Regions from separate parts of the Mus musculus genome. Here region 2 is linked to region 1. A link is a contact called in public HiChIP or PLAC-seq data. All regions are on one chromosome and are shown on one strand. The core of a region is the stretch at or near the end of the contact, and the rest is flanking DNA. Distances in the headings are between cores, read along the strand shown. Region 1 has its middle 10 kb from the start of Gm34049. Region 2 overlaps Syt6 (synaptotagmin VI).

Region 1 (2,610 bases), core at 58-2,557:
GTCTGTATGTCTCAATTCAAACTCTTGGTTGGCCCAGGGTGTTTTATGGATGGCTCCAGGAAGATCCAGTCACCCTCGCTCCCTCAGTCACAGTCACGGGACAGATGGGACACTGGGCTGTCGGGCTGCCAGCTATGGGTGGAGCTTCTGTGGTCCCATAGAGTATGTTTCACTTTGAAAAGTGGATTTCAGCCCCCCTTTTAGAGATAGCTCAGTATGCATGAGACCCATCAAGGGAGAGAGGAAAAGGAAGAGAGAGAGGTGGAAGATCACATATGATCCAGAGGTTGTGTGTGTGTGTGTGTGTGTGTGTATGCATGCACGCATGTGCAAAAGGCATTCTGGGTTGTGTTCTGAGGTCCTGGAGTCACATCTTCACTGGTTCGACTGCAGCTGATCTGGAGACCAGACACTTTTCCCCAGCCTCGTCTTCTTGGATGCCAAAGGTAGATTCTGTTGGCCTTCCAGAGAGGAGCTGGGTATGAAATGTAATTTAGACAAAAGTGAATTTTAAGCTGTAAATCATGACCTGTACTGTCCTCTGTGAGAACACAGTGATAGAATCCAGCATCTGACCAGGCCACAGCATCTTCAGTAACCTCCTTTCATACATGACCAATGCCATACATTGCATACATGACACTATCCGTGAGCCCCTAGTTAACAATTTTCTGGTACCAGGATATGTTACCTGGGGAGTGAGTTTGCATCAAAGCCATACATTCAGTTCCTCATCCGCCTTTCCCTTCCTGGGAGTCTGAGAGGCAGGCTCTTGGCTCTTAATATGAAACCAACCCCATCCTCAGAAAGCTGTAAGAAATGAAACCCGCTTCTGCCAAGTGAGCCCTGAACCCTTGCTTCAGAGACAGAGACCCCAACACGCTGTCAGCCTCTGATGCCCATAGCATTCAGAACCTCTTTAATAAACGCTATACTCCCCAGCAGTCTGCCCCAGTTTCCTCTTAAACCCTGCTCCCCTGGTCTGAATCCTAATATCCCTCTTTCTTACCCCTTCTCTGGGAGGATTTGGTCTAGATTAAAGCCTTCTCAAACTTCTTATTCATATGGGGTATTACTATTATTTTAATTGACAGATCTCTCTATGTAACATGCTGCATAGCCCAGGCTGGGCCCTAACTCCTGGTCTCCTGCTTTACCCAAGGGCTGGGGCTATAGCATGTACCACCACACTAATTTCTCTCTTGCTTTTGTGCTTTGAAACACTAACGAACTTCCAAGTGCTGTCTTTGTGTGCCGTCATTGTTTATTATACCCAAAGTCAAACTCAGGCTTGTGCCAGGAAGATGACTCAGTCAGCAAAAAGCTCTTGTGTGGAAGTATGATGACCTGAGTTCGGTCTCGGGATTCCATTGTGGAAGAAGAGAACCAACTCCCAAAAATTGTTCCCTGACCTCTGAATAGGTTCTGTGGCATAATGTATATACAGTCCTCCCTCCCCCATAATGTATATACACACATCACCACAACCATCAGCAATAATTATAATAATAAATAAAATTTAAAATAATTATATTTAGTAATTCATTGTCTTAGTCAGGGTTTCCATTGCTGTGAACAGACACCCTGACCAAGGCAACTCTTATAAAGGACAACATTTAAGGGGCTGTCTTACAGGTTCAGAGGTTCAGTTCATTACCACCAAGGCAGGATCATGGCAGCATCCAGGTAGTCATGGTGCTGGAAATGCTGAGAGTTCTACATCTTGTTCTGAAGTCAAACAGGATAAGACTGGATCTCACGTGCTTAGGAGGAGGGTCTCAAAGGCCACCCCTACAGTGACACATTTCCTCCAACCAGGCCACACCTACTCCAACAAGGCGACACTTCCTAATAATGCCACTCCCTGGGCCAAGCATATTCAAACTAACACACTCATTAAAAAAAATGACAAACCCAATAAATGTCAGCACATTTGCATCTAATACTTTTAAGTGCATTTGTATTTAATACATTAAAAAATAACTTGTGCTGGGCAGTGGTGGCACACACCTTTAATCCCAGCACTTGGGAGGCAGAGACAGGCGGATTTCTGAGTTCGAGGCCAGCCTGGTCTACAGAGTGAGTTCCAGGGCAGCCAGGGCTACACAGAGAAACCCTGTTTCGAAAAACCAAAAACTAACCATTTAAACAAACAAAAACCAAAAACTTGTACTTCCTAAAAACAAAACTATCAAGGGAGAGAAGAGTAGCAGTGTTTTAAGCTTTCGCAGTTCTCTTTAATGTCTGAATCATTGTATCCCGTCTACTGTGACGTGTTGTTTCAGTTGAAGAGTATAAAGGAAATTTATACCCGCATAGGCAGCTAGGAAGAAGAGATATATCTTACTGTCTTTTCATAAAATTATAGGTGTTATTTGAAATCACATGTGTATAGGAAGTAGTTACTAAAAATTAATTACATGGGGTTGGAGAGATGGCTCAGAGGTTAAGACTGCTCTTCCAGAGGTCCTGAGTTCAATTCCCTGCAACCACATGGTGGCTCGCAATCATCTCTAATGAGGTCTGGTGCCCTCTTCTGGTGCGCAGGCATACATGCAGACATACTGTGTGCTTTGGTATGCTGATAAGTATCAGAGTTAGCCATTTGTC
Region 2 (2,610 bases), core at 37-2,536, 120 kb after region 1:
AAGACAGTGCCAAGGGAAGGGGATGCATTTGGGGGTCTGGGGAGATCTAGAGGAGGAAGCCAACAGGGCTTCCATGAGACCACGTGGGAATTGCAGGCTGCTCTCTCCCTTCTCTTTGGGCCACCCATTCTTTACATATCTGCTGTAAAGGTCCCCCCACCTGCTTCCATTCCTCCAGGGACTCTGCTTTTCATGAGGATGATGCCTGAAGACTTCCTCCATCTCTCCACAGCCTCCTCCCAACCTCTTCCTCCCTCCTTGATACACCCAGGACAAAGTCATGCACATCCCCACTCTGGGCACCAGGCCATCAGCTCCTGGCCTGCTGCCTTTTTCCTGAGTGGTCTTCCACTCTTGGCTCCTGTCTTCTCTTTAGCTTTCAAAGCTACTTTGTTTGTTACCGCCGTTCACCCCGCTCCCTGTCCTTTGATCACGTCACAGGATCCCTCGTGCCCTTGGATACATCACCTATCTTCGTCTGCGTCCCCTACAATGCAATCGCCCAGACCGGTTTAGTTATGTCTCACCATCACACAGTCTTGCTCCCTACCCACCCTCTATACATACTCAGTAGCTGAGAGATGACTAGAAACCCTGATAGGAGTGATCTTTAGTGTGGTGTCTGGGGAGAAGGCAACAGTAACCACCGAGTTTGGGACAGAAGGGACAGATGTAGAGAGTCTCTCATCACCTGAAGAATCAAGGGCAAAAGCTCATGTATGGGCCAGGAGGCTCAGGGATGGGCCCTGTTCCTGTTCCCACCTCATCGAGGCTGCTGTCCCTGTCCTCTCCCCTGCCACATCCTCTGGCCTTGCCTTACAGAATGTCTCATGTCCCACTGTGTCTTCATGCCCTGCAGATCCATATGCCTGGAGGGTCTTTCTTGCATCCATCTGCTAACAGACTCCTTTTAGTCACCTTTCTAGATCAAGTCAAATGTCACCCCCACTGTGGAAGCCTGACCTGAAACTTCTGCCTGAGTTTAGTGCTCTCTCTACTCTCCCACATCTGGACTACAGCTCTGTTACTGTGCCTGCATTATTACACAAAGCAGCACCAACTGCCTTCCTCTCCTCCGTTTCTGTCTGGAGACCACGACGTTTCTATTATAGTAATAATTACAACAGTGAATCCATACTGAGCACTTACTCTGTACTAAACACTAAGCCAAGCGTTTTGCATGAATCACCTTATTTAATCTTTTCAATAACCCTAGGAGGTAGGTTGGATATTAGCCCCAAGTCTATGAAGGGTTGCATAAGTTGTATTACTCATGAATCAGAGCTAGAACTTGGCCCCAGAGCTGCCTGATCCAAAAGCCTTAGTCTCGTCTACTATCCATCAGGCCCTGGGCTAGGCATGAGAGGTGGAATCAGGGAAGCCAGATCCCATTCCTTCTTGCCAAGAGCTTACAGAGGTGAGGAACACAAGCATCCATCACAGCATCCCCAAATTAATGTTCAAGTTAGGTGTTGTGAGCCATGCTGTGAAGAAAAAGGCACAGATACCAGGGGGCTTAGCCTTGCTTGGAGAGTGCAGCCTCCATATCTGATTCATGTGTAGACCTCAGCCCTAAACTGCAGGCCTGAGCAGAGGGGTTATTCACTGCGTGTTTCTTAACCCATCTGAGCCAATTTGGCTTCTGTCCTCCCTCCCATACCCCCTTGGCCCAAAGTAACTTAACAGCACTTCCTGGGTAGTGTCTCCAAGAGCCTTTGAGGTCTCCTGTGGCTCTCCTGAAAGTGTAGCGGATGTTTCTCTGCTGATGATGAGAAATTCAGACAAGCTACTTAATGACTAAGGGACTAGAAGTGTCTCTAAGAGATGGGGAAGCATCATTCTTGCTTCGCTCAGCCTGGATTCCCCAGGCAGACTCAGGGCACTGACGAACTCCTTGCCTGTTTAGGGAGCAGCGTCATGAGCTCTGGAGAACAGCAGAACATTTAGGAGCTATGAGGGCTGAAGGATTGAGTGTTTGGACTGCAAAGCAAGACTGCTAAGGTCATTGAGATGGTCTAGTTAGGGACACTAACTAGTTCAGCATCCTTGGACCATCTCAGCAGGTGACAGCTGATTAATTGGATTCTCCAGTGTGAATGCTTACGTTTTATGGCTTGCAGGATAGATTGTCAAGTACCATCCTTTTGCTTCACAAGTGAGAGAGTTCAGAGATGTAAAATGACTTGTTCAAGGTCTCACAACCTATACATGGCAGAAGAACTAAAAACCTGGGTCTCTTGGCTTGTGGTTCACTGTTTTTTTTTTTTTTTTTTCCTGGTCAGGATACTGTAGGGGTTACCACCACCACCACCACCACCATCTACTATGTCTAGAGTTATATTAAGTGCATCAAGGAGAAACACATGCTTTCATGATCCGTGGCAGGTAGCTGCTGTGGAGCCTATGGAGGCAACACTGTAATGGATATTCCTTCAGAATCTTGCTGCCCAGGCACTCTGGACCCTGAGGTCTGAAGCCTGATGCTATTGTGGGCAGAAACCTTGGTGGGTGGGAGATAGGCTGCACTTCAGACAGGTGTCTCCAGAAGCCAGTTTCCTGCTTCCCCTCCGTGGTAGCAGACCCACGCCCGTCCCAGCCTCAGTTAAGATT

What was found. HiChIP or PLAC-seq counts read pairs in DNA pulled down with a chosen protein or histone mark.
Region 2: a CTCF HiChIP or PLAC-seq map of the NIH/3T3 cell line shows a contact between it and region 1, with 10 read pairs. The contact joins two enhancer-like sites. A contact is called at or near these places in 1 of 15 datasets of contacts at CTCF or cohesin (the NIH/3T3 cell line), 1 of 484 Hi-C or Micro-C datasets (pre-megakaryocyte-erythroid progenitors), 1 of 115 datasets of contacts at active chromatin or transcription factors (embryonic stem cells) and 1 of 9 other capture datasets (embryonic stem cells).

The regions. Positions count from the first base shown.
Region 1 is chr3:103,489,879-103,492,488 of GRCm38.p6, forward strand. No RefSeq gene overlaps it. Among named protein-coding and RNA genes, the nearest start is that of Gm34049, 10 kb to the right of the region's middle. Within about 2 kb of position 1,308, at least 10 of the 459 cell types and tissues checked have an H3K27ac peak or open chromatin away from gene starts, as enhancers often do. A contact at or near this core is called in the NIH/3T3 cell line, where this site is marked.
Region 2 is chr3:103,614,530-103,617,139 of GRCm38.p6, forward strand. The region is part of intron 3 of Syt6 (synaptotagmin VI); the gene reads left to right. Among named protein-coding and RNA genes, the nearest start is that of Syt6, 41 kb to the left of the region's middle. Within about 2 kb of position 1,287, at least 6 of the 459 cell types and tissues checked have an H3K27ac peak or open chromatin away from gene starts, as enhancers often do. A contact at or near this core is called in the NIH/3T3 cell line, where this site is marked.